Linked DNA regions of Sus scrofa: all the other regions are linked to region 2. The links are chromatin contacts, called in public Hi-C and HiChIP or PLAC-seq maps. All regions are on one chromosome and are shown on one strand. The core of a region is the stretch at or near the end of the contact, and the rest is flanking DNA. Distances in the headings are between cores, read along the strand shown.

What was found. A called contact is a pair of places that touch in the nucleus more often than the background predicts. HiChIP or PLAC-seq counts read pairs in DNA pulled down with a chosen protein or histone mark.
Region 1: a contact with region 2 is called in an H3K27ac HiChIP or PLAC-seq map of skeletal muscle. The contact joins two enhancer-like sites. A contact is called at or near these places in 15 of 47 Hi-C or Micro-C datasets (alveolar macrophages, blood, embryonic fibroblasts and 7 more) and 2 of 2 datasets of contacts at active chromatin or transcription factors (alveolar macrophages and skeletal muscle).
Region 3: a contact with region 2 is called in a Hi-C map of omental adipose tissue, with 2.1 times the contacts expected there. The contact joins two enhancer-like sites. A contact is called at or near these places in 17 of 47 Hi-C or Micro-C datasets (adipose tissue, embryonic fibroblasts, epiblast stem cells and 10 more) and 2 of 2 datasets of contacts at active chromatin or transcription factors (alveolar macrophages and skeletal muscle).

Annotation. Positions count from the first base shown.
Region 1 is chr14:6,909,871-6,914,514 of Sscrofa11.1, forward strand. All of the region lies in intron 1 of BIN3 (bridging integrator 3), which reads right to left. Among named protein-coding and RNA genes, the nearest start is that of BIN3, 15 kb to the right of the region's middle. Within about 2 kb of position 2,526, at least 26 of the 83 cell types and tissues checked have an H3K27ac peak or open chromatin away from gene starts, as enhancers often do. A contact at or near this core is called in omental adipose tissue, skeletal muscle and subcutaneous adipose tissue, where this site is marked.
Region 2 is chr14:7,004,387-7,009,334 of Sscrofa11.1, forward strand. All of the region lies in intron 3 of PEBP4 (phosphatidylethanolamine binding protein 4), which reads right to left. Among named protein-coding and RNA genes, the nearest start is that of EGR3, 58 kb to the left of the region's middle. Within about 2 kb of position 2,800, at least 23 of the 83 cell types and tissues checked have an H3K27ac peak or open chromatin away from gene starts, as enhancers often do. A contact at or near this core is called in adipose tissue, omental adipose tissue, skeletal muscle and 1 more, where this site is marked.
Region 3 is chr14:6,880,335-6,884,697 of Sscrofa11.1, forward strand. The region is part of intron 6 of BIN3 (bridging integrator 3); the gene reads right to left. Among named protein-coding and RNA genes, the nearest start is that of CCAR2, 22 kb to the left of the region's middle. Within about 2 kb of position 2,382, at least 16 of the 83 cell types and tissues checked have an H3K27ac peak or open chromatin away from gene starts, as enhancers often do. A contact at or near this core is called in adipose tissue, omental adipose tissue, skeletal muscle and 1 more, where this site is marked.

The DNA of each region.
Region 1 (4,644 bases), core at 1,276-3,775, 95 kb before region 2:
GATGCCTTTTCAACACGCGTTTAGTTGACCAGTTGGTTCTCCTACAACCTAGTGCTGTGACCAACTGTGCAAATGCTTGTCCTAAGACTGAGCCATCTGTTCATTACTGAAGTCAACTCCGCTTGGTAAAAGGTACATGCTAATTAACTCTGGTGTGCATACATTTTGCTTTCTGATCGTGACATATCAGCACCTCAAGCGCAGAGACTGAATCTTGCGCTTCTTTCCAACTCCTGCAAGTGCTGTACTAGGCACAGTGCTATTTTCAACCTTTTACTGAATGAACAGTCAGTAACTAGGTATTAAGGGCCTCCTCCACGCCTAGCACTATGTGAGGTTCTAGGGACATCAGGATGAATAAGGCAGATTCATTCTATGATCTCATGGAGCTTGGAGTCTGGTTTTCTGCACCAGTAAGCAGGGAATGAATGATTAAATGGATGAGTAAAATGAGTCCACTGCCCCAAGGGCCCTATAAAATGCCATAATTTAGGGTTCCTGAAAAACCTACTCTTAGATGAGGCTATATAAAAGACAAAGGAAGGTAATGCCATTGTCCCTGGTCTCTCGATCCTTGCCTGGCCAAAATACCACCGAAAGAGGAATCACCAGCCACAAGTACCAGCTGGAGTCAAGGGAAAGTGCATTCAGTGGAAACTGAGACAAACGGAGCTGGCCTTTGGCAGTGGCAGTAAAGCCTGGTGACGTTATCAGAGCAGGGGTCAAGGGAAGACATTTTCAAGGGCTTGAGTGGAAAGACGGGTGGAGGAGAGCCTGCTGGGTTTATTCTCAGGCTGCCAAATAGCAAAGGTGCTCCACTCTGCCACAGAAATATCCAGAAAACTGGGGCGGGTGCCCTGATGGAGGGATCAGATTCTCTGCCACTGAGGGGGTGAAAGATGGCGAGAGGAAAGAGCACAGCAACTGCACACCAACCGGCTCCTCTGCCTCTTCTCGGTGACCATCCCCCACCCCCAACTTCATCCTGTGAACAGGAACGCGGGGACACCCTCAGAAGCAGCTGCTTTGGAAAGTGTGTGGCAAGAGTGACAGCATCACAGCAGCTCCGAGGATGGAGCTGCCCTGGCATAGCCGGGCTGATGGGGCATGGGGGTTCACTGGGCTCCGGACTTCAGTTCCTCCTCCTCCCGAGAGCTTTCCTCGGGGTCTCCCCTTGGAATCGGGTACATAGGCAGAGTCTCTTGCTCCCCAGAGAATCCTGATGTTCTGGAAGCCATCAGGCAGGCTGTGAGCTCCCGGCCCCGGACCAGAGTTCCCGACTTGGTTCCACTTGCCATGCCATAAATGTGAGCACCAGAGGGCAGGAGCAAGGGTATTTTGGTCTCAGCAACAAAATGGAGAAAACATGACTCTCAGCCCTACCCTTCCCCAACCCTCAACAGGCCCCACCTCAAAAAGAAAAAAAAGTTCTATGTGTACAGAGGGGAAGGGGGGGAAAAAAGGTTCTATTTTCTTTCACAATAAAGAAAAGTCAACAGGATGTTCTCCAAAGCTACAAATATACTTTTTCAAACAGTAAATATCTCCATTAGCAGCATGATGCCAGCTGGCTAATTCTGTCTGCCTCAGTAAAACCTTTCCCAAAAAACTCCTGCTCTTGTGTAACGTCTATTTACAAAACCAGCTCTTGTGCATTTTCAATTTGCTAGGTTTCTCAATCTTTTGTTTCCCCACCCCCTCCACTGCAGAGGCAGAGATGAGAGGCAGGCCCAGATGGCAGCTGGGTGGGGATCCCCTGGTCACCCCAGCAGATCCCTCGGGCCCCGCCTTCTTCAGAGAGTCTTCCACTTCCATGACCGAGAAGAGCTTAAAAACCTACACCCTCTTCCCTGGCCTTTGCTTGGCCTCCAGAATTTGTTTCCACCGAGACTGAACGGGCCTGGGCCTAGGCCTGGCTGGGGGTGGAGAGAACCAGGCAATGATTCAGTCTACCCCACCCTGTATCTTTCTGATATCTCCAGTTGGGCAAAGATGACAGGGTTTTTTTTTTTTTTTGGTGGGGGGGGGCAGGGGAGAGAGGTGAGAATGAAGGGAGAGCAGAGCAAAGAGTAGGCGGCAGTTGATAGTGGCTGAAATCCTGGCTCCCCGGGGAGTGGTCTGGGCCTGAGTCACTGTCTCGGCAAGAGCAGGAAGGTGGGCGAAAGGCAGCAGCTTCTGCAGGCTGGAAGGATGAGCCCCCCTCCTCCCAGCCTTCTGTCACCCTAGCCTTCTCTGGTCTGAGGCCCCCCAAGGCTACCAGCACCTTGACAATGGGAGAGAGCGTGCGGCGGGCCAGGCCAGGGCTTAGGGGGAGTCAGCTGGCTCCGGTGCGGCAGCTGCTTGTTGGATGCCATCCTCTCTGAAGGGCCAGTTGGCTGCGGTGCCAAGGGCCGAGGCAAGTTCAGTCCCGGCAAGGACGTGAGAGACCGTGTCAGGAGGGGAAATGGGCAGAGCTGTGACTGACCCATTTCCAGCGCCTACGGTCGGCCACAGCCTCTCCGGCCCCACCTTAGTCCTTCCCCTAAATTAGCCGGATCCCAAACCAGAGCACGGAGAACACGAGCCTCGCTGGCCGCCAGTCCGAGGAGGTATGTGTGTGTTTAAAAATAAAAGGCATGACTCTGTGACTTGGCTGATCTGTCACTTGGACCAGAACACTCACCCAGCTCAGCTGTGATCCCTCCTTCCCCATGCTCCCTGGGCTGACCTCTGAGAAGGAAAGACAGACCGAATCCCAGAAATGTCGGGGGAGACAGCCCATTAAAGCAGCCATTTATTGAGCAGCTACTATTGCCGGTTTCCGTGCTAGGTGCTTCCTAGCTTGTCAGCTCATTCAAAGCGGTGCCCTCCCACAGTTCACTCAAGAGACAGTGCCCTGGGTAAGGGGATGTGCCCCGGAGTCAGACTGCCTGGGCTCAAGATCTGCCAGCTGTGAGATGTGCACAAGCTACCTCATCTTCCTGTGTCTCAGTTTCCTTGTCTATAAAATAGGGTCAGAGTGTACCTATCTTAGAGAGTCACCTTAAAAGCTAGATGACTTTAATGGTTCCTGGCCTAGTGTAAGCAGCCTGTAAGTATCTGTCGTAAAGGTCGTAGCGGTGGTATTTTGATGATGATGATCAAACGGAGGCCCAGAGGGGAACCTGAACAAGGTTACACAGAGAAAAGTATGGCCCGGAAACCTGACATGTTCCGGGAGCAGGCGGCAGTTCCACGTCACAAGGCACCACTACCAGGCCCAAGTTAACATATTTGCTTGAAACTGAGTGGTAACTTCCTCCTGAGTAGTGAAAGAATTTGTGGCAGACGTTTGGAGGCTGATGGAGCATCAAAAGGTCAAGAAGAGAGAGGAAGGAAGGCAATTCGGGGAAGAAGTTTGGATTGGTGGGGGCAGCTCTTTAAAAACTTCTCATATTTGATGGACAAATAACTACCTATTCTCATTCTAATTTAAGACAGGAAGAGGTAGAAAGTGGGATTTCCCAGTTCATAAAAGGGAATCATAAGGCATTTGGAGGTGAAAGGTTTGTCCCGCTTATGGAACAAGCCAGAGAGAAGCCTTCGATGGGTTCACAGTGGCTGAGACGCAGACTCTGAGAGACACCAGACCAGCTGGTTAGCTTCTGAGGCACTAGCTTTAATTTCATTCTTACTTCCGTCCCTTACCAACCAGGATTTTTTTTTTTTTCTTTTTAGGGCCACACCCGCAGCATATGGAGGTTCCCAGACTAGGAGTCAAATTAGAGCTGTAGCTGCCGGCCTATGCCACAGCCACAGGAACGCCAGATCTGAGCCCCGTCTGCAACCTACACTACAGCTCATGGCACTTCTGGACCCTTAACTCACTGAGGGGGCCAGGGATCGAACCCGCAACCTCATGGATACTAGTTGGGTTCATTTCTGAGCCACAACGGGAACTCCCCAAACCAGGAATCTTAAAAAGAGCTTTCATGCTACCTTTTCCCCTTATCTGTTAAGGGGCTGGCCCCTAGAAAGCAGGAGGAGGAGGGCTGGATGCAAACTCACCTAGAGACCCACCTCCCTAGGTCATCTCCAGCTTTGTGGCCACAGGAGGCAGTAATTCTCTATGAGGTCAGCCTTGGCCCTGATGCTGGTCAAGAATTACAGAAATACTGTAACCACGCAGAAAAGTATCAAGCATACACAGTAAGTACTCATGTATCTACCACCTAGCGTTGCCAACTTCCTACACTGAGCCATACTTGCTTCAGATCGTATTCTTCAAGCAGTACAACAGCAACGATCCTGCTAAAGCTCCGAGTGTTCCAGCCTGATTCCATTTCCTCCCCTCCTTCCCTGTTATCCTCCAGGTAACCACTACCCCGGACTTAGGGTTTATTCTCATACTTTTACTACATTAGTTTGAATCCATAAGCACAATATATTGTCTTACAAGTCTAGATGATACAAATAGCACAATACTGAATGTATCATTTTGAAACCAGCTTTTAGATTCAGCTTTATGTTTCTGAGATCTGCCCCTGTAGATACACACACAGCTCTCCTTCACTCATTTTCATCACTACATATTTCACTGTGTCATGATACCATGTTTTATTTTCCCATTCTTCAGAGGCTGGACCTCTGCAAACAAAGAAGCCGTGACCACTCCTGTGCAGGTCT
Region 2 (4,948 bases), core at 1,550-4,049:
TGAGCCATCATGGGAGCACCCCAAACTTTTTGAAAATAGTTTTCCCTTCCCTCGGAGACACCTGGCCAGAGCAAAGCAGAGCACTTTAGTTCTGACCAAATAATGAAATCAGATCAGCGATGCTGCAGAGTGTTTCATAGAGACAGATGGCGCTGGGAGAACGAGAGAGCTGGGCGGCTCCCGCAGCTGCCCAGAGCCTGAGGTTGAACCCTGAGGCAGAGCCCTCCAGAAGAGCCACCTTGCTGAAGTCGTTTCCAGGCCACCATTTCTAGTGGGGGAGGGTAGAGGGTGGGAGCCGGGGTCCTGGGCTACTGGCTTTGCTGTGCTGGAGGTGGGGGTGCTCAACACTGGCTTTGGGACCAGACTTCCCACGCCCCTGCGTGGGAGGTGTGAGGGGCTGGAGCTGGGAGGCAGGAAGTGAGTGCAGATGGGCTGCCCGGACAGCTGTGCGGGGGACAGAGCACATCTGTCTGGGTGAGTCTGGTGGGGCTCCTCCCCACAACCTCTACATCTATCCATTCATCAATAGGGTGTAGGCTCAGTTTGGGTCCCAAATGGGGAAAATGATGGGAAAGGAAAGTTTGAAGGCAGAGGCTGGAGCTAGAGGATGCTGAGGGGGCATGTTTCCATGGGGGAAAAAAAAGCAATCTGTGCTTTGGGGGAGAGGAAGAACGATGGGCAAAGAGAAAACCGAAAGCAAATGGACGGGACTGCATCAGCCTGGCTTCTCAGCAGCTGCCCAGCACCCAGGCTCTGCAGTTGCCTGGCCTCCCAGCTCCAGATGGCCCTCTCTCCCCATGCTCCTTTCCTGTCTTACCCACTAGATGGGGAGGTACTAAGATCAGAGACCCTATTTTCTTCACAGTGGATCCTCACACAGCAGAGACTCCGGTGAAGTTTGCTGAATGAGTGAGCGATTGTGTGGCCTAGACTGACACTAGGTTTCCCAGTTAGTCCTTTAATTTTCTCTAATTGGCTGTAAATATTGCTGGGAAAGCTCATCTCAAGTAGATACCCGGAGAGATTGCTGGGAGATAGAAGCTGGATTCGATTCTCACCAGGAATTTGCCTGTGGGCCTAAGGGTAGTTTACCCCTTCAGCTCTTTTCTAGGGAGCTGAGCACGGAGGAAAGGCTCATTGTTCTAGAAACACACTGACTTGGCATCACGGCCACTCACATGTCCTCTTTGGGGCAGCTGCTCCTCCTCTGTGCAAAGCTGTCACCTGCTTGCTATGGAGCCTGAGAGGCAGGAACTGTGGGTCATGTGGAATCTGCAAGTGGGGGCCCCTGACAGTTCCCCTTCACCCGTCCTCTCCATCACCTCTGCTGGTTTTCACAGTGTGATAAAAGAGTGGGAGTTGGAGTCCCAGCTCTGCTGTGTGGCCCTGACTGAGTCACTTCTCCTGTCTGGGCCTCTGTGTTCCCAGCTGTACAAAGGGAAGGCTGGACTGGTGAGGTCTGATCTCTGCTGGTTCTTAATTGTCACAAATCTGGAAGGATGATTGGCAGGGAATGGGCCTTTGAAGTTACCATTATCCCCTGGGGCCTGGGCTGGGGACTATCCCTTAAATCAGGCTTGGGAAGGGGAGGATGGGCCCAAGAAGCCCCCACCTCACTCAGGACTCCTGTGTTCACCCACTTGCTGTAATGGTGACTTCCTGGACCAGTTAGTCAAGTCCTGCTTGGAGTCTGTGTGAATGATTCTTAAATGTTTCCCAAGCCTCTATCCTTTGTTTCTATTATCTTGTGAGTGTAACAGAAAAGCCAATAGGAAGGAAGGAAGGATTGAAGTCCCAAGGACTTGGGGGCAGAATGGGACACATGTACTCTTCTCTGACATTGTTATTATTATTTTGCTCTTTTTTTTTTTTTTTTTTTGCTTTTTAGGGCTGCACCTGCAGCATATGGAAGTCCCAGGTTAGGAGTCTAATTGGAGCTGCATCTGCGACCTACACCACAGCCACAGCAACGCCACATCTGAGCCTCGTCTTTGACCTACACCATAGCTCATGGCAATGCCGGATCCTTAACCCACTGAGCAAGGCCAGGGATTGAACCTGCATCTGCATGGATGCTAGCGGGCTCCTAATTTGCTGAACCACAATGGGAACTCCTCTGACATTATTTTTGTCATCATCATCACCATCACCCATTATTAATACTGTTAAACATTTATTGCTCTTCACTTAGCCATGAGCAGTGGATGGATAAATCCACTCGATCACGAGAAGCCTACACTGTTCCGGGCATTTCTCAGGTCAAGGCTGGTTTCTCCAGCCCTCAATGCAGGGATCACATCTGACCCTCAGCAGGAAGTGGGGGTCATGGCTTTGAGTTCTTTCATGGAAAGTGCTCTCCTTCTGGAGGAAAGGCGTTATAATTTCAAGTTACTTCTGCTGCTGCATACATGTGTCTTATTCACCTTTGTAGCCCCACCAATACCTTGAACAGGGCACAACCAAAGGTGCTCACTAAATGCTTATTGATAATAATTATTATAATGATGTCTTATAACCAATTAAGCAGGGGAAGTGCTCCGAGGGCTTCTGAGCTGCCGTGAGTGGAGGAACAATTTAACTCCTCGTCTGAGGCATCTTTCCTGCTAAGGCTTAGAGCACAGAGCCTTAGGGTTGCAAGGCTAGCGTGGGATTGCTCAGGAGGCAGGGTGGCAAAGACTCAGACAGGAGGTGAACAGCTGGCGCCTCCTTCTGGCCCTGCAGGGCCGGAGCAGGCCTGGGGAGGACTTTTGCCGGAAACTTAGGCCCTTGCGCTCTCACATGGTGACCCCCTCACCCTGCACCAGCCAGCACCTTCACCCAGAGAGAGCCCAGCTCAGGAGACCCACTGGAGAGCAAGGGAGGCTGTTATGTAACTGATGCAACTCCTTGTCAAAACTGGTGACTAATTCAGACCGTCGGCCAGATTGGCTCAGCAGCTTTGGTGTGAGCTGCAGGAGGCCTCAGCCGCTTTGTGGCTGGTTCTCACACCCTCTGCTGGAAGGATCTCTCAGCTTCCTTGCTTGCCTCGGCTGCAACCTCAACCACGGCCCCATCACCACTCCTTTCCGATGAGACCTTTTCTTTATGCGTCCAATCCCCCAACTTTGTGTCCCTTCCTGTCCTACAAAAAGAGACCAGGAGGACAGTTTATGCCTATCTGTCCCCAGGACAGTTCGTTTCTGCCTGGGGCTCACTGAGGCCTTCACTTTGCACCTGGTGAGGTGAAGGGTGTTGGGGCCTGCTGCCCTTGGACAGCTGGCCGGGCTGAGAGTTTTGGGTGCTAAGGCTGGGGCCCCTCCCCCACTGCCCAAGGGGACAGGGCTCCAGGGACCACCCGGCCTCACCCAGTCCTCTGGCCTCAGACCCTGCACTCTGTGGGTCACAGGCTGCCTGGGCAATGCTGGGAAAGGCCTGTGCTCACTGCCCCGGTTCTCACTTTTCAAAAGGAGGAGCTTGGTAAGGCCAGCTCGTCCCTCCTGCTGAGGCTGTCCTGAAGGGGTGCGGTAGGACATTTGTGCTTATCTGGAGATGGTCCAGGGAGAAACACAAAGAGGTGTCCTGACAAGGCCCACAGCGTTCTTAGTCATGAATGCCGGGCATTATTTTATTTAATCCTTAACCACACAACCTTCTGTGGTTAGGGTTATTCCCATTTTACAGGAGAGGAAACTGAGGCCGAAAGCAATTGGGTGGTTTGCCAAAGCTGGTAAGTGGCTGAGCTGGGCTTTGAACTCACCCCCCCAGCTACTCGGAAGCCCAAGCTGGTTCTGACACACTGCCTTCCCATGGCATTCCTGGGACGGGTTCCGGAGGCCTTTGAAAGGCTTGTATATCACAGCAACTTCATGGCAACTGCCCAGTGAGGTCCAGAAAAGAATACTACCTTGTTCTCCTCCCGCTGCTTCCTTCCGCCAAGTAGCACACAGACATGATCTCATCCACTCTCCCAGCGCCCCATGTGGGCTGCGGAGGGGGTGGGCATTGCTGACTCCATTTCCCAGGGGGGAAAGGGAGGCACAGAGAGGGAAGGCGGCCTGTGCTAGGTTGCACAGCTGCCTGGTGAGAGAGCTGGGCCTGGAGATCAGGCATCCCTGCCCTCGAAGGCAGTTAGTGAGCTTGACGGGTGTGGGCTAGAATCACTCCTGAGACACAGCAAATTGGGGTGCGCTTCTTGAGGCCTGACTTAGTGGCTGAAAAAGCTCCAAGATAGCTAGGCCTGTGGTAAAAAATGAAATCTGAGATGCACATAAAGGCAGTCTCTATGCCAAGAAAGAGGCGCCAGGACTAACGGTCAGCACACGTGCTCCCCTCCTGGCCGGTCGCCCACAGCCCTGAACCCCCAGCTTCCCTTCCTGGATGCCCTGGGGCTCAGCCGCAGCCATGCTGTGTGATGGAAAGAACACTGGCCTTGAGGTCATGGGACCTGGGGAAGATATTCACTAGGGACCCCTAAATTAGTCATTTCCCCTCTCAGCTGTTCCATTTTTCACTCAAAAAGTGGGGATACTAACTCCGTGAAATAGACATTCATGTGTGAAAAATTTCATCAACAACGATCAAGCCTGCCCACAGAGAGAAACTACTGGTGTTCCCTTTAACTCCAGCTCATCTCTCCTAGAGACCTTTTTACAAATGGCTTTGGAGGAGTTCCCGCCATGGCACAAAGGGGTCGGCGGTGGTTCCTCTGGAGCGAGGGGGACATAGGTTCAATCCCTGACCTGGCACAGCGGGTTAAGGATCCAGCATAGGTCACAACTGCAACTCAGATCTGACCCCTGGCCCGGGACCTCTTATATGCCTTGGGGCAGCCAACAAAGAAAAAAAAAAAAAAAATGGCTTTTAAGCACCAGGTCACACAGCAGGATTATCCCGGCCAAATGTCTGTGGCTTTTCCATTTGGAATCTCTGGTATCCAACATCTGGTACTGATTCAAATGTTCCCTGAGCG
Region 3 (4,363 bases), core at 1,132-3,631, 120 kb before region 2:
AGAGCTTCCGGCGTTTCTGGCCCCTGTGGGCATGATCTTTGTGACTGGGAAGGGCGACACGACCTTGAGGTGGACCCAGGGCGGGACCACATCCCAGGCAGAGATGCTGCATTTTCCTTGTTTAATGGGTGTGGGAAGGGGCCAGACAAACCGCAAGCAGGTTTTCTACAACTGGACAGGAAAAGATGGGGCAGCTTCCTTGAACGTGAAGCCTGAGGGGCGCGAGTGTCCATCGCACAGCTGGGAGCCTGAGAAGCGACTGGAGATCCAGCCTGGCCGGGATGACAGCGCCACAGCTGTTCAGGGGGTTGAGCAGCACAGAGTGGGGATCTCTGGGCCAGGAGCATCCCAGAGAAGATGACGACGGGGTGGGATAAAGGCGCTGCACATCTAGAGTCCACACGCCACGAGAGAAGGAAAGACTTCTGCCAGAGAAGAGAGAACATACACTTGACTGAAGCACCAAACGCCCCCAGCAAAGCTATAGACCCAGGCAGAAGATTTTGATGAAGCAAAGGGAGAGGCCACTAAAGTGGATTCTTCTAACTTACTGGGGTCTATAGTGGGCTCACTACGTAGGTGGAGGTGCTACTGTGGGGCCAGAGCATCCGCTCTCCAAATCCTCCATCGTGGCCACCCCCCCCCCACCAAAACCCAAATTAATACCTGAACGACTGATGTGCCAGGCAGAAGATGTAGGCCTACTCTGCGCTGTGCACACTGGACCAGCCACCTCTAGGACACGTCCCACTGGGACAGGGCAGACCATGATCATCGGGAGGAGCTGGACTCACTTCGCTGCTCTGGCCTCGGGCGGTGCACTTGCGAGGGGCGCCCCTCTCCCTCCTGGCCCAGAGGCATGTGGCTCAAGGCAGCAGCGTTGGTTGGGTCTGAGAAGCTATCACATCACCTCCCTCTGCCCCTTAACTAGACAAGGGCCACTAGTAGCTTCCCTGATTCTCGGCTGGGTGGCCCCAGTGCCTGGGCCTCTGGCTGCCCAGAGAGATGCTGGGTAAGGGCCAGCACAGCAACAGAACAAGGACAGGAGGCCTCACCTTTGGCCCAGGGCCATCACCTTGGCTCACATGCTCAGGAAGGAGGCCACCGCAATGAAGGAAGCCACGTGTGCGGGGTGGCCTGCGGCTCAGGACAGGTCTCCCGGCCCAGGTCGGGCAAGTCATGCCTCTGACCCCAGCAGCACGCGTACCTGTGTCCTAACCCTCTTCTCCCAGCTGTCAACCAGGCTTTATTTCCAGGGCCAGGGGTGGATAGACCGGGAAGGCTGACTGAATGCAGGGACTTGGGAGCAAAAGCCAAGCCCAGGCCGGGTCCTGAGCAGAGGAGGAAGGCATGGAGCCAGGGCCGACAGATTTCCGGGCAACCTCAGGGGATGGGTGTGTCTACGGGACACTACCTTCAGCCTTCTGGAAGCAAGACCACCTGTCCTCTGCCGGGAGGAAGTGGCTGCAGCCGGAACTGATCCCAGCTGCTCTGTGAGACGCTCCAGGAAAAGCATTTCTTCACCATGATAACTCCCACTTCTCACAATAGTCAAACTCAGAGGCCGCGGAGCGCCCAGCTCGCTCAGTTCATTGCTGTGAGTAGGAATCCCTTACCGCCTGGGTGGCTGTGGGAACCCCAGGGGCAGGAGACACACCCTTCTGACCTTAAGCAGGGCAACTGAGGTCTGCACGGAAGATCAGACTGTAATCAAAGGTGGCTGACGACAGCGGGGGCCTCTGTAACTCCTGGCTCAGGTCACCGCCCCACTGAGGCCCCCTCCTCTTTTTCGACTTAGTGGTAACAGGAAGAACTGTTCTGTTCTTAGCAGTTTTTACTTGGCAGTAACAGTAAGAGCTCTGCGGCTGTTGCTGGGTGGGAGAGGAGCTCCAGGCCGCAGGACCCCCTCGTGTGCTGCCTCTCCCCTGGCTGCAGGGAGGGAGGACAAGCACAGGCTGATCCAGTGACTGGACCCTCCCAGATGTGCCCCTGGGACCCTACAGGGAACCTGACTTTGCCTGACACGATGGGGGGACCAGCTCTCCCCGAGGTGCCAAGCCTGCCCTTTGGCTGGGCTGCCACTAAGAAATAAGGCTGTGGGTCAGAGCCGCCTGCTCTGTGCCCGGCGTTCCCCTGGAAATCAGGGGCAAGGAGTCCCTCGGCCAGGACCCCAGGAGGCACCCTGCCCCCGCACACAGCCCGTGACATCCCCCGCCCTGCTCCCGAGCGGGGCTCTGCCATTTTGCAAGTTCAACTCAGAGGGACTCAGAGGCGAGGCCTGGCCGAGGCTGGGCTGCCCTCCCGCCTCCTCACACTGCCCCGGTTGTTATTCTGGCCCCTTTTCTCGAGATTGCATCCTGGCTTCCACACCACATTCTGAGCTCCTAAAGTCTGAATCAGATCTACCCTCAAAGGGAGGACCGGGCTGGGCCTAGCCCAGGCGCTCGCTGCAGCTCTGCTGTCTCTGGCTTGTCCTAAGCCTGGACAACAAACACCTCCCCTGGGGGAGCGTGGGGTGAAGAGGCAGCGAGAGGCGGAGGGAAAGGGGGGAGGGAGGCCGGCTGGGAGGTGGGCTGGGAGCAGCCGGCCCTGGTGGGGAATGCCTGCCATTCCTCAATCTGTGCCCACACAGCCGGGATCTTCCACCCACCAGGAAGGGGAAATTGAAAGCATCCCCATCCGACCATGTGAACGCGGCCCAGAGATGGGGGGATTAGAGGCCGAGCCCCCTGGGGGGAGGCTGGGGGCGGCCGGGTGGCCATGTGGTGATATTCCTCATCAGGGGACAGGAAAGCTGCAGGTTCCTGTTTCCGGTGCTGGGGTCCCGGGGAGCGTTTCTCCTGGCAAGAGGCGGCAACAGGCAGTGCCGGCCTGGTGTGGTTGCAGGAGATCGCATGTCGCCACGGGATGCAGGGAAGCCAGCCGGGCAGGCGGGCGGGCTGGGGGGCTCACGCAGAGGTCAGCGGATCTGCAGCGGAGGTGGTGCCCGCCCCCTCAGCCACTCGCCCACCTTCCTGGCAGGTGGTGGGCTGCTGGGTGGTGGGAAGCAGCCGGGATTTCTCTCCATTTGGCTCCAGAAGCCAGGCATCAGATTTCGAGGCCGCCTCGTTGGTTGTGAAATCGAGGCAGGAGTCAGTCCCCCAGTTCTGCAGGCTGGTGTCCCCTGCCTAGCTCTGCCAGCCAGGGGTGTCCACGGCAGCCTCCGTGGCAGCCCCCTGGACTGCCGTGGGCAGGGGCCGCTCTGAACCCTCAGGCCTGGAGTCCGGGTCAGAGAGCCACAAGCAGCAAGCCCCTTCCAGCACCACCCCGCTGAGCTACCAGCCTCCTCAGTGCCCGGCTCCTCATGTGACCTGTGCCCTGGGGCTGAGGAGAGGAGGAGTGGGGCAAAATCCCTGTGGGCTGGGTTCAGCCTCCCAGCCATGGCTGAGCCTCCAGACAGCCCAGCTCAGAAAGAGCTTCCCCAACCCCACCTCTTGGACCCAAACAGGGAACAAGAGCTCAACAACTCCATCACCAGGGCCGGAGGATCCAAACCTGCTCTCTTCATCTCCCTCCAGGCCCTGATCCAGGCCGAATAGTAATTAGCAGAGACTCATTACCCAGGCCCTGGCGAGGCAACTGCTAGGGACCACCACAGACGAGGTAATAGAGTGCAGCTGCCGGGCTGGAGCGGGAGCCTTTCTAGGTCAGGCCGGGCTGGGAGAGGCCAGGGAGGAAGACAAAGTGATTCGGAAGCTTCAAGGCAATGTTCCTGCCCATGCCCCCACCCCACCCCCCGGCCCCCCTGTTTTATTGCCTGCCCCCGCCAGGGGACCCGGGGAATAGGCCTGTCTGATCACTGACCAGCGCCGCGGACAGAAGACGCGTCTCACAGAAGAGTTTCTGACCCCGACAGGTCAGGAGTCAGGGGACCTTCCCAGGCGGGACCCTGCTGCTGCTCCCTTCCCCGTGTGCGGCCGCCCCCACATTTCAAAAGCCGAGTGCTGCAGGCAGCTGCTCTCCCAATCCGGCTGAGCGAGATGAAAGGCCTCGCTCATCCCCACGGAGGGCTGCCAAGATCTCTGCTAGCTTAACTCGGCAAGCCCTGCTCCCGTGGGTCCTCAACCGGGAACAAAGGGACAACCGCGGAGTGACCACAGGAGTGCCGCTGGCCTCCGTGGCGCATCAGAAGGGCCCTGCCATCACTGAGCACCTGGCGAGGTGGGTGCTCTGGGCTACCAAGAGTGTCAGTCCCGGGACACAGATCGGGCAGCTGATGTCCCCTGGCAGGTCTCGTCTGCCCCTCGTGAGTCTGGGGCCAGGTTGCTAAAATGATATTCGGTCCCCAAGTGGCTGGGTGACCTGCCTTTCCAGTAAGTGCCCC